4 separate regions of the Mus musculus genome follow, and all the other regions are linked to region 3. Evidence: chromatin contacts called from public HiChIP or PLAC-seq and Micro-C data. All regions are on one chromosome and are shown on one strand. The core of a region is the stretch at or near the end of the contact, and the rest is flanking DNA. Distances in the headings are between cores, read along the strand shown. Region 1 holds the start of Ormdl3 (ORM1-like 3 (S. cerevisiae)). Region 2 holds the start of Smarce1 (SWI/SNF related, matrix associated, actin dependent regulator of chromatin, subfamily e, member 1). Region 3 overlaps Rara (retinoic acid receptor, alpha). Region 4 holds the start of Psmd3 (proteasome (prosome, macropain) 26S subunit, non-ATPase, 3).

The links. Hi-C and Micro-C count contacts between places; a contact is called where the count stands out from the background. HiChIP or PLAC-seq counts read pairs in DNA pulled down with a chosen protein or histone mark.
Region 1: a Micro-C map of the G1E-ER4 cell line shows a contact between it and region 3. The contact joins the promoter of Ormdl3 here to the enhancer-like site in region 3. A contact is called at or near these places in 4 of 484 Hi-C or Micro-C datasets (the G1E-ER4 cell line, embryonic stem cells and liver), 1 of 115 datasets of contacts at active chromatin or transcription factors (pancreatic cancer cells) and 1 of 9 other capture datasets (adipose tissue).
Region 2: an H3K27ac HiChIP or PLAC-seq map of extraembryonic endoderm stem cells shows a contact between it and region 3. The contact joins the promoter of Smarce1 here to the enhancer-like site in region 3. A contact is called at or near these places in 7 of 39 promoter capture datasets (cranial neural crest, frontonasal cranial neural crest, hippocampal neurons and 4 more), 1 of 484 Hi-C or Micro-C datasets (embryonic stem cells) and 7 of 115 datasets of contacts at active chromatin or transcription factors (the SCID.adh cell line, embryonic forebrain, embryonic limb bud and 3 more).
Region 4: an H3K4me3 HiChIP or PLAC-seq map of embryonic stem cells shows a contact between it and region 3, with 6 times the contacts expected there. The contact joins the promoter of Psmd3 here to the enhancer-like site in region 3. A contact is called at or near these places in 1 of 39 promoter capture datasets (hematopoietic stem and progenitor cells), 5 of 484 Hi-C or Micro-C datasets (embryonic stem cells, pre-B cells and reprogramming fibroblasts), 6 of 115 datasets of contacts at active chromatin or transcription factors (embryonic stem cells, pancreatic cancer cells and stem cell-derived neural progenitor cells) and 2 of 9 other capture datasets (adipose tissue and liver).

What each region holds. Positions count from the first base shown.
Region 1 is chr11:98,585,830-98,588,592 of GRCm38.p6, forward strand. It overlaps Ormdl3 (ORM1-like 3 (S. cerevisiae)), which reads right to left and starts at 1,416. Exons shown (of 4, transcript NM_025661.4): 1 at 1,299-1,416.
Region 2 is chr11:99,229,615-99,232,401 of GRCm38.p6, forward strand. Smarce1 (SWI/SNF related, matrix associated, actin dependent regulator of chromatin, subfamily e, member 1) reads right to left here and starts at 1,403. Exons shown (of 11, transcript NM_020618.4): 1 at 788-1,403.
Region 3 is chr11:98,953,113-98,956,014 of GRCm38.p6, forward strand. All of the region lies in intron 2 of Rara (retinoic acid receptor, alpha), which reads left to right. Among named protein-coding and RNA genes, the nearest start is that of Gm22061, 8.1 kb to the left of the region's middle. Within about 2 kb of position 1,434, at least 120 of the 459 cell types and tissues checked have an H3K27ac peak or open chromatin away from gene starts, as enhancers often do. A contact at or near this core is called in the G1E-ER4 cell line, the SCID.adh cell line, adipose tissue and 5 more, where this site is marked.
Region 4 is chr11:98,681,206-98,683,957 of GRCm38.p6, forward strand. It overlaps Psmd3 (proteasome (prosome, macropain) 26S subunit, non-ATPase, 3), which reads left to right and starts at 1,349. Exons shown (of 12, transcript NM_009439.1): 1 at 1,349-1,732. The coding sequence starts at 1,525.

The DNA.
Region 1 (2,763 bases), core at 166-2,665, 370 kb before region 3:
GTGAGGAAAAGTTTCCCAAGTCTCGGCAGAAACTGCTGTCCTTCTCCATTACACAGCCCTACAGTGGCACAGCTATAGACACAACTCCCTCACACTGCGGTTCAGTAGTGCCAAACCTCTGGCTGGATCCCAGGACTGCAAGACCCTCCACTCCTTTCTGGCTCTAACAGGGCATCTAAGAGAGCCTAGGTGACCCCACGGGAACTGTCTTCCTAAAGCCTAAGTGCTAGTTGTCTTTTAAAGCAGGTTAGGAACTTCAGGAGACTGCTGCACCCTCTTTCACCATCCTCCCAAAAGTACTCCTGAGACTTTCCTGTGGCTTTGTGTATTTCCATTAGGACACAACTGACCTTTCTCCCAGAAGTGAAGAAATAGGAGACTGGCAGGGGCAGAAAGGTCTGGGGTGACCAGACTGAAAACTGCTACCACAACTGGCAGGTAGCTGGTGTGATTTCATAATCTGCCTCAAATCAGAGCCTGAAGCAACTCCGTCCTGTTAACCACTTTTTTTTTTTTTAAACTTTTGGCTATGGTATAGCTCTTTGCCTCTTTTCCATGCAGGCCCAAGCCAGTCTGTCAGACACTCATGCCAAGACCAGATTACCACCCCCATCTCCTCCCTCCCGCCTTCCCCCCCTCCCCGCGGCGTTAACCATCCGGTAAGCACTTCCCAAATCCCTCCCCAGTTTAAGACTTGCCCTTTATACAGCAAACCTGTTCCCAAGGGATCCCAAGAGGGAGTTCATGCAACACACAATGTCGCTTCCACTCGGCCCACCCTCAATCTGCAGAACCACGGTTGTCCTCGCCAGCCCGACTCCTGGACTCAGGAAAGTGGGTGTGGAAAAAAAAGCAAGCCTCCACGAGTCAGGAGCGAGGGAACGGTGTCCTCGATATCTTGGGAGTATGTGTATGAGAACTCCTTCCACGGGGCCTCCCGCTTCTGCTCTGCAGCCTGGTACCTCGCACTAGCAGTCTGGCCGGGTTCGGGGCCCAACCCCCATCTCCACGCATTCACTCAACCCTGGAGGCAGCCAAACCTTTATCCCTTAAGTCCAGCCGTTCCCCGCCTCCCACCCCCAGCTGCAGCGCTCCTCCCGGATTATCACCCCCGGCCCCCTGCTCCCACTTTCCTCTTTTGGCACTCCTTCGCCTGATGCACGCACTCTCCACCCCCAGCCACCCAGCTCAGGTCTCCTCCTGCGCGGACGCCTCCCCAGCAGCAGCCTTCTCTCCCGGCTCTCCAACCCGTGGAGCCTTCGGGCTTCACCACTCCGATGCCACCCGTCTGGACTCACCGCGCGGGGTTGGAGGTCGAGGGCCCGGGAGAGAGCCCGAGAACCCGGGCCGCGGCCGCTCCAGCAGCTGTAACAAACCAGCGGCGGTGGCTACCCCGCTGGCAGCTCTGGCCGAATCAGCTCCCCGAGCCGGGGCGGTGACGTCACTACCACGCGCCTATCACGTTGTGCCTCTTGGGAAGTGTAGTTTCTAGGCTGCCTCCTCACCGGCCCGCCCGGCGCCTCCTGGGAGTTGTAGGCTTTTCCCTGGTCTAGCTTTTGATCCCACCGCGAGCTTTGGCACCCCGCAGAACGTCCCACCCTGACGCAATAGTGAGATCAGATGCTGTCTCTTTGGTGCGTTAACAATTGTAGCTTTTGCATCTGCGCCCTTCACGTGTTGCACAAGCGGTTTGTCCATGTCCCATCTTGTAGTCGAAGACTTAAGAGTTTTAAGTAACCTGCATTAAGGCCCTGCTAAGATAGCCTGACCCTAAATGCAGAGGTTGTTTTGGTTTGGTTTTTTCCTAACCGTCGCTGCCTGGGCCCCGGATTATCTCCAGAAGCCGAGAAACACTACCCTTTGCCCCGAAGGAGCCCCATTCACTCCCGGGATTACATTTTTCAGGACTTTAGTTGGGTACATGTGTTCAGGGTAGAGACAGGAGCCTGTGGGCATCTTTGGCCCACCTAGTCTTTATGCTTAATCCTTGCTGGTGTAGGTCTGGCCACTCCTGGATCTCCTCCCTACATCAGGTATAAAATAGGATTTATGTCATAGGACGAGACCTTACTAACGTGAGGAGCTTTGAGCTTCTGTCTGAGGTTAATACGTGTAGCTTTAGGTAGGGAGCCTCATTTCTGCAACTTTCATGTCTGGAAGCTCTGAAAAGAAGGGCACAGACTTTATTGCTAGGTACATATAGTGTATGTACATCTTTATTGGCAGAGTAAGCCTGGACAAATGACTTGTCTTAATCTCAGTTTTACAGCTGTCAAAACTTACTCCCAAGGTTGCTTTGATATTTCAAAAGAATGTCATACAAAGCACTTCTTATCTTGTAGGAACGCAACTAGAGTGTTCTTTGGCTCTCCTAGGTCACTCCCACTTTCCACGTCAACAATAGAGGGCCTCCTTTTAGTTGTTTCTACTTCCCCCGCCCACCTTCTCAGTCTCGTGCCCATAAACCCTGGCAAGGCTGGAATGACAGGAATAGATGACGTAACAGATGCCAGCCTGGCTGGCTGTATATGCGCGACGGACTGAACATGCGAGGACTGGAAGGAGAAGGCCTGCCCGGACAACCTGGGGAGCTTTTTCCTTAGACCCGCCCATCATCAGGGAGCTGCCAGAGGGGGTGGGGGCGGGGAGGAATAGCTGTCTCCGGCCGGAGGCGGAGCCCTGGAAGCCAGGAGTGAGTGTATATCTATCTGACTTACCCTGAGAAGTAAAAATGGGCAGCTTCTCAAGTATTCCAGAGGCAGG
Region 2 (2,787 bases), core at 153-2,652, 280 kb after region 3:
GAGCCCCGACAGAAACTGTGACAGGGTCCCTGGTACCTTACACTTCACTGCTAATACTTACAAATGATTGCTCTCCCGGGCTAAGCATATAAACTCTAGTAGTGAGTGGATCTAACCATTGTGCCTGGGACGCAACTCTGTATTTATTGAATTAATTACCTTACTGGTCAGGCTTATAACACAGTCTTACTCACTAGTCACAACGACCCTACCCGATGCGTATGACTGTCCCCATTTTACAAAGGAAGAAAACAGTCTCGGGGCGATTAAGTGTCTAAGGCCAGAGACCCGGAATTGTCAGAGATGGGTTTAAACCCAACCCACACCGTCTCAGACTTCACTCCAGGCCACCCCGGGAATCCTTAAGTCGCTGCCTGAACCAAATAAAAAATAAAAATAAACAAAGGGGGGGGGGGACGACCACCTTCGTGGTGGGTGAGGATCCCCGCTGGCCTTGCCCAGAGGGTTTCCGGAGATCCTTTCCCTGGAGTTTTGTGGCGGGCGGAGGGCGAGCTTTTCTGGAAACTCCCCTGCAGGGGGTTGTGCATTGGTGCTCACCGGCGTCGGGAGTCCCGCGGAAAGGGACTACCGGCGCCTCCGAGGAGCTGTTCCGGACGGGGTTGCCCCGCCGCCGCTAGGCCTCACCGAGGCCGCACCGGCTCTAGCTCCCGCCTCGCAGCCGAGGCCGAACCCCAGCACCCCGCGGGAGCTCGGGGTCCCGCCAAGCAGAAACACCACCGCTCGCCACCCTTCCCCGACCGGGTTGGGCCCACTGGGAAACACTCACCCGCGGGCCGAGCAGGCGCCCGCAGCTCCGGCTTCGCTTCCCTTTGTCCCGCGCTCGCCCCGCCCCTCGCGCCGGAGCTTCCGCGCTCGCACTTTCCACACGCTCCCGGGAATTGTCTGCCGGCCGCGGCCGGCTCCCGGCAGACGAACAGCCCTTCCAGTGAGCACGCGGCGAGGCTTAGGGCGCCAAGGATTTTTAAAAAAAATTTCGTCAGGCTCCTGGGTTTCCTCAGAAGTCTTCCAATTTGGATCCCGTCCCAGTCGGGCGCCGATTCGTCACGGCGAGGAGGGCGGAGAAGGCTGGGCCGCGTTGCGGGCCCTGGTTCGCGGCCCGGCGGCAGGAACTGCGCAGACTGCGCGCCCGGGGCTTCACTGAGGCGGTGGGCGCCGCCGCGTGAGGCGGGCGCCGGAGGGGAAAGGCTCGCCGGAGCCTCTCCCGGGAGAGGGTGGGACGCAGTTCCCACACACCATGCACTCTGGCTTTTCCCTTCGCTCTGGTCTTCAGTCCTCCGCTGATGGACGTATGAATGGAGAAGATGGAGAATGTAGGCGGGGAGGACCCGGGTCGCTGCGTTTAGGTCCTTGCTGGCGCCCAGCGGGGCTCCCCTGCCTCCGCCTAAGCGAAAAGCAACACGGGAGTTTTGTAGTTTTCCCAGATGTTTCTAGAGGTCGAGTGATGGCGGCGGGTTTCTGCGCCTAGGGTCCTCAGATGTCAGCTCACTCCTTCCAGCTGGCATACCTGTGACAATTCACATCCCTTCCCAGGAGGGCCAGTTCAGCTCAGCCTCGCTTGTCTTTAAACAGTTCAGTGTTTCTTTGTGATGCCCTCCTGGAACTTTCCCAAGCCGGTCCTGTATCTGATACCCTCTATATGGGATTGGGCCATCTGCTATCTTGGAAAGTCTTGAAAACAAAGTTTTAGGCATCTGGACCGGACAATTTCATAATTACCAATGATTTCTAAGGGCTAGACATGTAATTGTTCAGTGAGTGTGCGTGGAGCCACCTTTCTGGACCATTCCAGGGCTATTTTTTTTTTAAACTAATTAACGAATACTTTGGCGGATTATACAAAGTAGAGAACACTTGGCTAGTGTGGGTCACGTCACGGTGGAGGAAAAATGAACAGAGCATCTGTGGTTATCTAAGGTCAATGTTAGCATCTAGAGAAACTGGCTGAATGCTGGGACTACCTGTTGGCCCTTATCCTGGTTGTGACAACAGGAAGTGAGGTATCTTTAGAAGTGATAAGTGATAATACTGTCCAGTTCTTCCATCGCCCAATATTTTCATACTCTGGTGAAATTATCGAAATGAACCGGTATTGTAAGGAAAGACTAAAGGAGAGGTTTGTTTTGTTTTGTTTTCAGATGAATGCATAGCATAAGGGAATGATCTGAAAATGTTTTTTTTTTAACACAAAGAGCATAGAGAAGGTGAATGTAGGATCCACACAATTACAGCAGGGATCCAGTGGCTTCTTCCTCTGCCCAGTAATTCCAGCCTTGTTACTTCCCGGTCTTAGCAAGGACTATGGAATGGTGGAAAAGGGGGTACAGGCACAGTGCTCCGGAGCATGTGTGCACGCGCATGCATGCTGCAAGGTGCCATTCCCAGCTGGGCAGTTAGTTCTCTGAAACTCAGCGGTGTCTGCATGCTGTGGTGGGAAAGGGCTGGCACAAAATTGGCTTAAAAAAGGGGAATTGATTGAGTTCTAAGTGGACAGCGGCATGGCATTCTTTCTTGTTCTTTTTACTTCTGTGAGGCGCTAGGGATTGAATCCAGGGTCCCGAACAGGTCCTGCAGCACTTTTCTTTCCTTTCCTTTTTTCTTTTTTTTTTGGTTTTCCGAGACAGGGTTTCTTTGTGTAGCCCTGGCTGTCCTGGAACTCATTCTGTAGACCAGGCTGTCCTCGAACTCAGAAATCTGCCTGCCTCTGCCTCCCGAGTGCTGGGATTAAAGGCGTACGCCACCACACCCGGCCTGCAGCACTTTTCAAAT
Region 3 (2,902 bases), core at 184-2,683:
GCCTTGGCTCTGAGACCACCCCCTCCTACAGTGCTCCTGGTACCTGGAAAACAACTAAAAGTTTTTGCAGCTTTAGTCTCCCCTAGCCCTTGGGTCTAGAAGGTGTCAGGTAGTTCCTGGAGGGGGGTGTGTGGAGTGGCTTGCAGCAGTGATGCTATGTCCTGGTGATCTTCCAGGCTCCCCCCCCCCCAACCCCCCCCCCCCCCCCCCGCTCCAATCCCACGTCTGTGGAGATGGCCTCCCCTTCCTGGGCCTCTTGCAAGGTTGCACCTCAGGTGTGTTGTATGTACTCTGCAGGTGACCTGTGGGAGGGCCAAGGCCCCTCCAGGTCACGGTGGGGAGAGCTAGGTATTGTCCTACTGGGAGTCTCCTAGGGAACCAGGGTGGAGGCCCCAGAGATAGCACAAGACTCCTGTCCCTTTGGCTCCTGGCCCCTGAAGCCTGTTTGCTGTGGAGGTTTGGTCTTCTCTGTGCTGTGTGACGAGGGTCAGGGTTGTGTGTTCTTTGGGAGGAGGGGGTCAGGGCTGAGTATGCTGAGAAGGGGGGGAGGGGTTAATGGCTTGTGTATACTGGGTGAGACCAGTGTTTCCTAAGAATTAAATCCAGAGCTGGGGAGGGGAATGTCAGCTTGTGGTGGAGCTGTGGGGGAGGGCTGGGGGGGGAGTGGGGGAGGGCTGGAGGGAGGGGGGCAGGCCTGATTTAGGGGCAGAGGTGTCTTGATGTGAGGGCTTCAGAGACTTTGACCTTCATAATGTGTGTGTGTGGGGGGCTCTATCTCTAATGTCTTTGTGTTTCCTGGCCTGGGGGCCAAGGGGTGAACCTCTTTGGCTTATGCGTCCTTGGCATTCCTTGGGCTTCGAGGTTAAAACCTTAGACACCTGTGTCACGTATGTGTCGATCTCTTGGCATTGTTTCCTGGTTGGTAACACAGCGACATTAGGTAACACAGACACATGACCAGATACTGTGCGAGCTCATCCCGGGGGACACTTGGTGTGTGCCTGGCATGTGACCCGGGAGAATGGGAGGCTGCTGTGCACCTACTGTGGGTCGGGACATTATCTGCGCCTTAAAAAAAAAACAAAAAACAAAAACAACCCTTCATGTGGACTCACTCCTTCCGTAGAGTCACCTTGTACTCGTGTATAGAAGAGGGAGGGCAGAGGAAGCCAGGCCAAAGCACGGCAGACATCCAGATAGTCAGCTTTAGGAGGACACCGGGGGTAGGGGGGTGGGGTGGGGCATTCCGGGGCCATTGGAGATTATGGAGACCTCACCACCATTGTTGAATATTGTTCTGGTTACTGGAGACCCGGTCTCCGACTTCCCACCAGTAGGGGGCGCAGGGAAAGCCACCCCTCCACCCCTGCCCCCCTTCTCAGTGTTGGATTTTGAGACTGGAAAGATAAGAAGCCCGGGAAGATCTCCATCCTGTCCTAGAAGCCGTGGACACAGTCTGCCCACACCCCCACCCAACCCTGTTCTGCCCTCTCGCCGGCTGTGAGCTTGCAGAACTCTGCAGCCCCCGCCTCCTCCCGTCCCTGACAGACTCTGAAGGAACAGAGTGTAAAAGCCTTAGCTGTTATTCATATTTTGTTGCAATTTCTGAAGGGGGGGGGCAGGGAAGTTGGAAGCAATCAGTCGATGAGTTAGGACAGGAACCTAAAAGGGTGGCAACAGATTTTCCTTCTACATGTTGGCTGGGTACTTGTCTAGATATGGGGATGTGGTCCCCTCCCCCTCCCTGTCTTGGGAGCCCAGGCCTAGGGGAACCTGGGAAGGAGGCCCAGAGGAAGGAGGGAGGGGGTGTGCCTGTCTCTTCATTCCTTGCCCTGGGGTTTGCTCCCTTGCTTGTTCACACCCCGCACAATAGAAAGGACAACCTTGAGGAGGCGCGTCCCTGCCTAGTCGCCCCTGCCCTGGGGTCCAAAATGCTGAGTCAGCCAAAAGACCTTCACAGGGGGCTTTCATTGAAAATAGAGTCCCTCACTATTTATCTATCGTCCTGGAGGGATAAATGTACAGGCTCTCTCAGGGTAGGATTCCAGCACAGATTGGGGGAGGGGACACAGGGAAGGAAGCTTGTCTTCCTCTTAGGCCAGTCAGGGCCTCAGGCATTGTATACACCTCTTGCCAAGGGATGTGCGCCATGGGGTTTTGCCAGTGCAGCCTTTGTATATGCGTTGGGGGTGGTGTGTGTGTGTGTGTGTGTGTACATGGTAGCATCGGTAAAAAGAGGAAATGGTAAGCTGCAAATAATGCCCCTGTAGTCAGGATAGACTAGGGGTCCCTTTGCCCTGGGAGCATTCGTAATCCAGGCCCTCCCCCGCCCAGATGGACCCCAGGTTGCTGAAAATACCATCCAGCCTGAAGTCTGATCCCACTTCCCTACTTGCTCCAGAAGTCTTTCAAGTCAGCTCTGCCCGTGCAACCTTGGGCAGGTCACTCAGCCTTTCTCGGAATCTTTTGCCTTTCTTGTCTGTCTCTGGTAGGCTGCTCGCTGTGAGGCCACGGTGACCCGCTTGCTGGTTATGGCCTGCAATAGCTTCAAGCACCTTGAAGGGCGGGGAGGCGGGGGGGGGGGGGGGGGAGTGTTCCGGGTTGGGGGTAGGGCTGGGTATTGTCGTAGAGATGGCCACCCTGTATCAGGCCCTGATGTCTGTCTGGCACCGGGCCTAATGTTGTCCCTCTGTCCCTAGGGCAGAGGAGGGAGCCCTGCTTGGCACAGGCTGGAGGTGGTGGTGGTGGCAGCCATGAAGATTCAGCCCACACCTGCTAAGGGCTTGCTAAGCATAAAACCCTAGGGGGGGGGGGAGCTGGGGATGGGAGGTGTGACTGAGCAGGATGAGGCCACAGCCTGCTAGCAACTGCCTGCCACCCAGTATCCCAGACCCTGCTGCAG
Region 4 (2,752 bases), core at 99-2,598, 270 kb before region 3:
AAGTGAAGAAAATATCTAATTAAAAAAAAAAGCATTTATGCTTAGTAGTGGTGGCAAATGCTTGTAATTCCAGCATTTGGGAAGCAGAGTGAGTTCCCAGACATCCAGGGCAATACAGAAAAACCTTTAAAAAAAAAAAAAAAGCATTTATTTATGGGGGAGGGGAACTCGAGCCTCAGCATGCTTATGGAGGTCAGAGAAAAGCGTGAGACTCAGTTCTCTCCTTCTACCATGGGACCCAGGGATCAAACTCGTGTCTTCATACTTGGCAAGCACCTTTACTCACTTGAGCCATCTCACCACCCCCTCAACATTACTTTCTTTTTTTTTTCTTTTTTTGGAGACAGGGTCTTTTTGTGTAGTTCCCGCTGTCCTGGAGCTTGCTATGTAGACCAGGCTGGCCTTGAACTCAAAGATCTCCCTAGTGCTGAGATTAAAGTTGTGTACCACTGAGATTAAAATTATGTACCACACCTAGCCCTACATTACATTCTTGAGCTGGTGTTTGTTTGTTTGTTTACTTTTTCGGGAAAGGGTTTCTCCGTGTAGCCCTGGTGGTCCCGGAACTCACTCTGTAAACCATGCTGAGCCTCGAACTCACAGAAACCCACCCGTCTCTGCTTCCTGAGTGCTGGGATAAAAGGCATGCACCACCACGCTGGGCATGTTGGGTTTTTCAACAATCTTATATATACTGGCCCTGAGCAGTATACAACGTGGACTCCTATTATTAAATTTGACTAATTCTACACAAATACACACGACCCCCACATTCCCAGGCTGCAGAGAAGGTATGCCTTATACTCAGCATTATACAAAAATTTGACAAGGAAGTTCGGATGCCCTGGGGGTTGAGCTCAGTTTATCGAAAGCCAAACAGCCTAGCTACACGTCCACAAGCTCCTTTTCTTTCTGGTGCTGGAAGCATCTGGCGGGCGTTGAGAGCACGAGCCTGGCGGATTTCATTGGGGACCTGACCCGCGCAAACTGGGAGAGCTTGACCGGGGCGGGGGTTAGGGGGGTGGAGAGGAATCTGCCCGGCAACTCATGATGTCATCCCCATCTGAGCTCCGATAGGTCCTACCCACTTACATGTTAGAGTCTGTTGTAGCCCAGCTTGGAGTCTAAAGTGACCTCTCGCGGACATCCAAAGATGTACACTAGAGAGGAAGATAAAATCACCACTCTCAGGTCCCACAAATTCCTGCAGACTCCTCCCAGTTCCTAGAAGGTCCGCCTTCATCGTTTCTTGAAGACTCCTCCCACTTCCTAGAAGATCCGCCTTCATCGTGCACCTCGGCTGTTGATTTATTTTCCCTCCCTGGACTCGGCCATCTGCTCGCCATGCCTGGCATTTCCCAGAAGCCCCAGCGCCGGGAAGGAGTTTGCAGCTGCTCGGTCATCGTGCGGCCCGACGCGAGCCCGCGCTGGTGTGCAGGCCCGGCTCTGTGCCTGGTCTCTGGTGTGAGGGTTTACGCGAGGCCCCTGCTTCGGTCCCCGGACTAGGCCTCGACCCCGGGCGCCATGAAGCAGGAGGGCTCGGCGCGGCGCCGAGGCGCCGACAAGGCAAAGCCGCCGCCGGGAGGGGAACAAGAACCGCCGCCACCGGCCCCCCAGGATGTGGAGATGAAAGAGGAGGCAGCAGCTGGGAGCGGCTCCACGGGGGAGGGAGACGGCAAGGCAGCTGCGACCGAGCACTCCCAGAGAGAGCTGGACACTGTCACCTTAGAAGGTACGGGAGCCCACGTCGGGGTCGTGCCGCGATCACCGGTGACAGCGGCCAGGGTGATGCGACTTCTTGCTGGGACCTCTGCGTAGCCTCCACCTACCTTGGTTCCTTCGGTCAATGGAGCTGGGGTCAGAAGTGCCCGCCCAACCACCCTGACTCCCTCGACCCCAGCCGATGACCGAACCTGTTCTCCAGTCTGCGGACTGCTCTCCTCCTCTGGGGTTGCATCTTAGTCTCACCGAGCCTTTTCTTCAGTCCTTCCCAGTGATCTACTCCATCCGACCGATTCTAGCGCCTGTTATTGCTATGTAGAAAGTAGCATTTGTATTTGTGTCTAGAGAAACCAGGGTAACAGATTACACTAGCCTCTTAGTTTAAGAGTTTATAAAAATGGGTTCTGTAGCTCTAGGCTCCTTTAGCAAACTCCCTCGGAGAGCCATTTCTACCTTCTGCCTTCCTTCTGTAGTTGAAGCATCTAAACTAAAAGTCCCGGTGCACTTTTCCACTCTCTTAAGGACCTTACCCCTCCTTTCCTAAAGAGTTCAAGCACACGCACGCTTTTACTTCTGAATCAGACCCCCTCCCCCCCCACCCCTGCCTTCTTTCTCTTTTAGTTTATAATGCCTACCTGTGGCCCCGACTCCTATAAGCCAACACCAGAGACCCGTTCTCAGGCTCCTATTGTCCCCTTGTCCCGCTTAAGTTGCTCTTTTACTTTTTCCACTTAGTATATCTTGTCCATGTGCGCGCGATGAGACTTTTCCGGGTGATCTGTAGTTTTTTCTCTCTGTGTGTGTGTGTGTGTGTGTGTGTGTGTGTGTGTGTCTCAACTGCACGAGAAACTACTTTAAAACATGGTGATAGGCCAAGTCATGCCCTGAGTTGTACTTTTGAGTGTAAGTATGTATAGACTGCATCAACTCCCATTCTAAACTTGGTAACAAGATCTGTATACAGTAAAGGTCTTCTTTCCTGAAATAAAAGTTTCCAGTGGCAGAAATGTCACTCAGCATCGTGAAATAT